Regions from separate parts of the Sus scrofa genome. Here region 2 is linked to region 1. The links are chromatin contacts, called in public promoter capture Hi-C maps. All regions are on one chromosome and are shown on one strand. Each heading gives the region's core, a stretch centred on a gene start, on an enhancer-like site or on the middle of the called end of the contact. The rest is flanking DNA. Distances are from core to core; before and after follow the strand shown.

Evidence for each region. Promoter capture Hi-C pulls out the DNA fragments that hold promoters and counts their contacts.
Region 2: a contact with region 1 is called in a promoter capture Hi-C map of fetal skeletal muscle, with 20 times the contacts expected there. The contact joins the promoter of MEAF6 here to the promoter of MRPS15 in region 1. A contact is called at or near these places in 2 of 5 promoter capture datasets (fetal skeletal muscle and liver) and 2 of 2 datasets of contacts at active chromatin or transcription factors (alveolar macrophages and skeletal muscle).

What each region holds. Positions count from the first base shown.
Region 1 is chr6:92,545,256-92,549,342 of Sscrofa11.1, forward strand. It overlaps MRPS15 (28S ribosomal protein S15, mitochondrial), which reads right to left and starts at 2,584. Exons shown (of 8, transcript XM_021095959.1): 1 at 2,360-2,584; 2 at 2,025-2,069; 3 at 1,034-1,106; 4 at 187-235. The coding sequence starts at 2,495. It overlaps LOC102167570 (a long non-coding RNA gene), which reads left to right and starts at 2,490. Exons shown (of 5, transcript XR_002344972.1): 1 at 2,490-2,641.
Region 2 is chr6:93,586,224-93,590,337 of Sscrofa11.1, forward strand. It overlaps MEAF6 (MYST/Esa1 associated factor 6), which reads right to left and starts at 2,759. Exons shown (of 7, transcript NM_001243456.1): 1 at 2,669-2,759; 2 at 1,115-1,230. The coding sequence starts at 2,758.

The DNA.
Region 1 (4,087 bases), core at 1,334-3,833:
CCCTGGGGGAGTAAGACTGTCCCTGCCCTGGAGATGCTTGGTCTGGGGGTATTGACAAGTAGACACAGAATGACAGTGGGTTAAGTGCTGGGACTTGAGAAGCATGGATGGGCGGTGTTACCTGTGTAGGAGGGGGTCCCAGAGGAGAGGACTGAGAGATGCTGAGGTTTGGCAAAGGTTACTCACCTGGTTGGCCATTTCCAAAGATAAGAGTCTTTTCACAACATCATCAACCCTGTGGAAAAACCATAGCAATGAGAGACAGGTGTAGTGGGAGGGGGGAAAGGGAAGCAATGCTATTTTCATTTTAGTCTGAAAAGCAAGGATGATTCAAAATTTCTTTTACAACACAAGTCTCTCTGGAAGTGGGGCACCATTTCTCAGGGATTAAAAGTCAGCATGGATCTGATTTGCTGAGCTGAGAATATGGAATGACCTGATAACTACAGAAAACTGGGGCTGTCAACTTGAGTGTTCCAGGCTCATCACAGTGAAGGCAAAAAGAGGATTCCCATTTTAGCTGGAATATGGTTCAGTCTGTCTTGAAACACTTCAATTCTAAAATCATTGTTTCTTTCTCATGTTACATTGCATAGTGGGAAGGACTGGAGGGACTGCCCAGCTCCCACCTTGCAGAGGAGAGGGGCTGAGCAGAGGGTCTTGGTTTTGGTGTCTTTCAGCCCTGATTCAGACTCCAGGTCTGCCCCTTAGGAGCTGCATGACTCTGGGCAGTCTGCTAATCTACAAAAGGGGGATACTCTTTCTTCTCACATAGGATCAAGAGATGAGAGATTTCCACAAAGACCTGTGAGGCATGGTGACTCCTTGATATCTAAGGGTAGAGTAGAGGGTCTTTATCCAGAGCTCCATCTGCCCCTACTGCCCATTCACCTTCACCCTGCCTGGGCTTCTCTAGTTCTCTGCCCTGTTCCATAATCAAGCTTCAGATACAGCAGGCCTCCACCCTGAAGCCCTTTCCTTGCCAATCCTCCCAGGGCCCCCTGCTTCATCGAAGAGATTTCTTCCTGCTTACTTATGAATTCCAGGCACGTTCTGGTAGTCCAGGAGCAGCATGGAAGGAGGCGGGTCATCTTGGTTGGGCTGGACTGTCAAGGGTAGGGATGGAAAACAGTCAGTTCTCACTGCCCATCCTCCCAGACTTGGCCCTTCTCACCAAACGAACACTGTCAGACACATCCAGGTTCTCAGGCAAGGCACTGGATATCTCTGGGCTGTTTCTCTTCTGCAAATCCTGTGGGTACCTGTCCTGATATATCATGCTGGGAGCAGAGAGCCTTTCCCAAGACCCTGTACTGTGCTCGCATCTCTCACACACCCATCTGGCTCTACAGTTATCAGGTGTCCTACGTGGATGGGTCCTCCTGTGAAGTTTGACTCCCTCTGAATCCCGCACAGTCTGGTTTGTGGCCCACCACAGAAGAGGCACTCAACACTCACTAGCTAATTGCATGAATGAAATAAGGGGGTTGAGGAGGAACTCTTAGCTTTAAGACACCTGCAACATAAGCACCAAATAGAGACCACAGGAAATGGGCCCGGGCGTGTGCTTACTGTTGAGGCAGAGGCAATGGGAGATGAGCCTGTCTTCTCCAGTCAGACCCTGCTCCTCCCCTATGCAAATAAGTAAATAATATCAAGTAACAGAGATGTGAACACTGCCTAGAAATGGGAAACAAGAAAGGGAGGACGCAAATGCTGTGCTACCCAGGTGAGCTTGGGTAGTGCCAGCCACGCATTCCCCCTGGCTGGCTCATTTCCATTCACATCGACCCCCAAAACTCCTGCTCCTAATGTTCATCTCCCCTCCCCTTACCTTTCAGGCGGGCTCCAGGCCTGCGGCTTTGTGACTAGGTGGACGTGGCTTTCTTCGCAGGTCCTCTGGCCAATCCCCCCTGCAGCCTCCCCCACCTAGTGGCTCTAACTAGCCACCTCTGTCCCCTTGGTCACCCCACCCCTTCCAGGCAATCTCTTTTCCGTCTCAAGTCCAACCCAAGACCTCCTACCTGGCTTTTGGGCGGCATATCCACGGGCGGCCCGGAGAATGAGACCTACGCAAGAGAGAAAGGGCTGAAGCCCATGTCCTTAAACAGTTCAGGCTCGATTCTCGTCTACGGCCCTCGCACTACTTTTCCTCCATGGTCTCTGTGCCTCTGCGCGGAACCGCCGCCCCAGTTCTTCCGCACACCGATGTCCCAGCTCTCTCCCACCTCGCCTTACTTCGTCCGCGACCGCTCTTTGTTCTGCCGCTACACTCCCCCTCCAGCCTCTTCCCCGGTATCCTCTATCTCCGCCGAACCCCGTTTCCCTACACCCGCTGTCGGGCTTCTCAGCTCCTCACCTGCAGGACGTGAGGGAAGGGCCCGCTGGACAGAGGGAAACCTGGCGCACCCTCCGCCCGGAAGCCCGAGGACTGGGGCCTGGGTCACTGCCTGGGTCCTAATCGAACTCAGCGCCCTCCACGCCGCCCTCAGCATGGTGACTTCTGACCCTCGCCGCGGCCTCCGTCGCCTTCGCGGTACGGACTGTACTTACATGGGCGCTGCCATGTTGGCTCAGGCTCGATCAATCGAGTGCAGTCGCGAGACCGGAGCAGATGAGAACCGAGATGATAGATTGGAAGGTAGGCCTCTCTTAAGGCGCGCAGTTGGGCGGAGGGGAGGTCTAGGTAGCTGTTGTGTGAGCTTGGCGGTTCGAGGGGGTGGGAGGGCTTGGACTTTGCCTGGCTTTGTTAATGGTGTGCGGTGCTGTATAAAATCTAAGATGCTACTATTTCTTGAGCGTGCATCCCACCTTTAATCCCATTCTATTTTCCTGACCTCGGCTCCGATTATCTTGAGGGCTTCCATGGGACCTGCCTTGGTCTTTTACCCCTAATCTAGCATCCTGTGGCCTTAGCCCCAGTCCAGGATGGGGCCGCATAGGAATTACTGGGTTTCATCCTTTTTGGCAGCATTGCAGCGTGGTAATTAAGGTCGCTGAGTTTGGACAGCCCTGGGCTGGAATCCTAGCTCAGCCATTTACTCTCTGTGTGATTTTGTAGGCAAGTCCCTCAACCTTTCTGGGCCACAGTGTATTTACTCCTCCATGATATGGGGTGGTAATAACAGTATCGATCTTTTAGGTTGTTAGAAGATTAACTGGGGCAGTTGTGTGCAAAGCATCTGGACTGTAGTAAACAATCAAGAAATATTAGTTGTGATATTTGTGAAATGAGTTTAAGGATAAATGCAAATTAAAAGTAGGAAAAATAAATCTTTATTTTCCCCGGTGCAAAAAAGGGAGACTCTCTTCCCCCTTGCTTTTCTTAGAGCATTTTATTTTATTTTTAATTTTTTGGCCATGCCCGCAGCATGCAGAAGGCCAGGGGTCGAACCCTAATCATAGCAGCGACCCAAGCCACACAGTGACAACACTGGATCCTTAACCCACTGAGTCACAGGGAATGCCTTAGAGCATTTACTTTATTTATTTATTTGTGTGTGTGTGTCTTTTTAGGGCCACACCCACAGCATATGGAAGTTCCCAGGCCAGGGGTCGAATCCCAGCTGCCGGCCTACACCACAGCTCCCCGTAATGCTGGATCCTTAACTCACTGAGCAAGGCCAGGGATGGAACCTGTATCCTCATGGATACTAGTCGCTTCTTTACTGCTGAGCCATGACGGGGAACTCCAGAGCATTTACTTTGGAATAGGTGTACCTGCGAATTCTTTCTCTGCTCTTTTGAGAAGTATGTAAATCTTTTAAAAAGCTAAACGAGCCTCTTGCCAGTTTTACAACTCAGGCATGTCTGGCTCAAGGATCTGGGAGCCGGCTCTGAGATGTAATCATTGAGAAAGATAGTACTTCTGTCTTCCAGTTTCTGCAGGAGGGTGGGAGCCTAACTTCAGCTAGTGCCCAGCTCCGAGTTGCCAACCTCCTCTCATAAAGATAAGAGAAATTAATTTTTCCTTTGAATAAATGTGATTAGCAAGTCCAGGTAGCTACCCCATTTCCCAGCTGAATTTAGGATGACCCCAGTGTGACAAATAGTGCTGTCAAGTCCTGTTACTTGAGGACTAGTTATT
Region 2 (4,114 bases), core at 1,509-4,008, 1.0 Mb after region 1:
ATAATATAAATGTATAAATACATATTTCATATATGTACGGAAGAGGAGATATAACTAACTACAAAGGAGTAGCACGAGAGAGCTCTTCGTGGTGAGAGAATAGTTCTGTATCTTGACTGCAGTGGTGGTTACAGGAATCTATAGACATGATAAAATGACAGAACTACATATACACATTGTACCAGTGTCAATTTCCTGCTTTTGCTATTGTACTATATGGTTATGTAAAACCCAACCACTGGGGAAAACTGGGGGAAGGGTACATGGGACCTCTCTTACTATTTTTGCAACTTCCTATGTGTCAATTTAAAAAAAAAAAAAAAAAACTTAAGCATAGAAATAGTGGTGTGTGTTACTATATATTAAGAGGGAGAAAGAAGAGAGAGAAAGCAAATGTGGCAACAAGTTAACAATTGCTGAATGCTGGTAAGGGGTATCAAGAGATCAACTAGTCTTTCAAGTACTCTGCAGATTTGAGAAATTTCCAAAAAGTTTAGCAAGTTTAAAAAAATTTTTAGGAGTTCCCGTGTGGCTCAGTGGTTAACAAATCTGACTCCGATCCATGAGGATGCAGGTTCAATCCCTGGCCTCGCTCAGTGGGTTAAGGATCAGGCATTTCTGTGAGCTGTAGGGTAGGTCACAGGAGTGGTTCAGATCCTGTGTTGCTATGGCTGTGGTGCAGGCCAGCAGCTACAGCTCTGATTGAACCCCTAGCCTGGGAACCTCCATATGCTGCAGGTGCGGCCCTAAAAAGAAAAAAAAAAAATTTTTTTTTTAGAAAGAATATTACTAAATGAAACTGTGATACAGTTGCCACACAGGTATAGCAAATCTTGGGACTCATGACATGACAGGAGTGTATTACATGCTGTATTTCATTGAAGCATTGCACAACCCTGTGCCATTGGCGGGACTTCTCCGACTGTGTGGGGCTGGTGTAGAGTTTATCTGGGATTACCCAGGAGTGGCTGAGCCAGAGTCCAAGCTCAAATGCAGACCTCTTTCCACCCCACTTTACTACTGCCTCCCTGCAAAGCCACTACCAAGAAATTACCCAGTCCTAAGCACAAATATTACAAGGACATCATACAAATACTACAGGCTTGACACTCACTTTTGGTTGGTCAGATACCGATCCCAGCCACGAATAATATTGCCATACATCTGAGTGTCTTCCAGGTAGCTTCCTTCAAAAGCATAGATCTGTCTCTCTAAGTTTGCCAGTGTTTCCTGAGTGACGAAAAATAAGGAAGTGGTTAATACCTTTTACATGCTTGCATTAAGCCTAACCAAAATGAACTTTTTTTTTTTTTAAGGGCCACACCTGAGGCATTTGGAAGTTCCCAGGCTAGGGGTCGAATCAGAGTTACAGCCGCTGTCCTACGCCACAGCAACTCAGGATTCCAGCCGAAGTCTGCAACCTACACCACAGCTCAGGCAACACCGGATCCTTAACCCACGGAGTGAGGCCAGGGATCCAACCCGCATCCTAATGGTACTAGTCAGATTCGTTTCCGCTGAGCCGCGACAGGAACTCCCAAATTGAAGTCTATATCAGACTTATAAATTCAAGCTCAACTACACCAAACCAGCCTTGCGGAGGGAGGAATGACACGGGCAGGGGCAGGGTGTTTCACACTAAGGCAGTCTATACCTGTCTTGTATCCCTTGAGGACAGAATGGAATAGAGAGAGCCTGTCCCCAGAAAAATGTACAAAAGTTTGTATATACTCAGAGGCTTCGTGGAAACCCAGCTGTCAAGAACCCGGGCGGAGGAAAAAAAAGAGCAGTCTCCACTCCCACGCATAAAAGGTACTGCTACCAGGAGAGGGAAGGGTAAGCAGCCTTCCAGCGCCAACTGGCTCCCCTCCCCGTAGGCTCCGAAAGGCCGCCAGCACTGGGCTGCCGGTTGCTATGGAAACCTGGAAGGGCAGCTTCAGGTGAGATGGGCCTCCCGGTGCCCAAGCCAAAACGCGAGGGGAGGGAGGGCTTAGCCGCCACGGTCCAAGGGACCCGGGCTGCGTGTCACAATTCTTAATTCCCTAACCGAGTCCGCTCCCCTCGCCTGTCACCTCCTAAGATGTTCCCAAACACATCACATCCCTGCCCATCAAAAACCCCATCTAACGGATCTACTCCTAGTCCCCAAAAGGACGAGACCCTCCATCCTCCAAAGACCAGGCAGGATGTGTGAGTGTCCCTCCCACACTCGCCTCCTACCCCACCACCCCACCTAAAGCCCACCAGCAAGCCCGGACCAATCTACAGCCCACCGATCCGCCCGCCCCGCACTCCTTAAAGATCATGGACCCGCTCGCCCTCGCCTACCCCGCAGAGCTCACGGTTACTCGCTTTAGCAGGGCTGCAGCACAGAAGCCCCCACCCCCTGGCGCCATCCTTCCTCCACGCCCCCGCCCGCCTAGTCCCCCTCCCCCTCCCCGGCTCCGCGCCCCGCCCCCAGCCCAGGCTCCCGGCTCCGGATCTGCACCGCCTGGAAGCCGAGGCGCCGGCGGGCCGCGCACTGCGCAGCCGTCCTCAGGCCGCCGGACTCCCGGGCGCCGCGCTGCGCCCACCGAGTAACGAACCGCCCGGCGCGGCGGAGCCGGGGTCTGGAGGCAGGGGCAGGCACGGGGTCCCCACCCGGGCGCCCCCCGGTGCTAGCCCTCACCGCCAGCTCCTGCTTCCGCTTCACGAGCTCTGCCAGCTCCCGCCGGGTGTCCGGGATCTGCGGCGGCGCCGCCTTGTTGTGCATCGCCATGTTGGGCTGAGGCGGGCGGCAGCGGCGCCAGGCTGGGGGCGGTCCTAGCGCGCCGCCGCCCGCCAGGGGGCGCCCGCCTCTGCACTGCGCCTGCGCAGGCGACTTCCGGAGGGGAGCCCCGCCGCGCAGAACTCCCGCGCGCGCGCGCGTGCGCGCGCCCTGCCAAAAGAACCCCACTGATGGGTTCTGCTTTTGGTCCTAACCGCGTTTCTACACCGCAAATTCACCGTGTCCAAAATCAGACTTATCCGCAGTCTCCTCAGTGAATGACTTTCACTGTCCACCGAATTGCCCAGGTCGGAAACCTGGGTACCATCCTCACCCTCCTTCACCCCCTTAATCCAATCCAAAACCAATTCCTGTGGACTCGACCGCAGAAGAGCCCGCAAATTATTTTCTTTTGTCTGCCACCTCCTTCGTTCATCCAGGCCCTCCCTATTTTAGGTACATTATTCCAGGAGCTCCCGTTTCCACTCTTAGCTCCATTTAATCCATTATTCACAGTGGTGCCAGGATGATTTGTTTGGGGAAAACAAATGTGTTACTCCCCTGCTTAAAACCTTTCAAAGACTTCCCGTTGCCCTTTAGAGAGACAAACATGTGTGGTGGTTAATGACACAAACTAACTACCTAGTTCAAAATTCTACCTCTACCATTGATAAGCTGTCCCACCCTGGGCAGGTAACTCAATTTCACTTGGCTCAATTTCCTCCTCTATAAAATGGAAGTAATAATAGCTCCTACCTAATACAATTTCCATAAGGAATTAATCACTTAAGGTAAGTGCTTGGCAAGTAAGCACTACTTAAGTCAAATCATTAAGCCTGATATTGTTAACTTTGTTTTCATCTCCCCCCTGTTTATTTCTCCTCTCCATTTTTCAGGGTTCTGCAATTTCATTAGAAATCCAGGTAGGATTTTTTTTTTCCATTTTGCTTGCTTGCTTGCCTGCTTTCCTTCTTTCTTGCTTTCTTTTTGCTTTGCTTTGAAAGTCTCTGTGTTTCTTCAGTCTGTGTATTTGTACTTTCACCAGTTCTGGGAAATTCAGCTATCTTTCCTAGGATATCCTCTACCTCAGTTTCTCTCTCCTTCTAGAATTCAGATTAAATTTAAGAATCCTTTTTTTTTTCTCTCTCTACTGCATTCTGTTACATGTTGATCTTGTAACCCAGGGTCTCGCTGAACTCTCTTATTGATTCTAGGTTTTTTGGTAGATTCTGTGGGATTTTTGTTGTTGTTGTTAGGGCTGCACATGCAGCATATGGAGGTTCTCAGGCTAGGGGGTCTAATCAGAGTTGCAGCCATGGGCCTATGTCACCGCCACAGAAATGCCAGATCTGAGCAATATCTGCAACC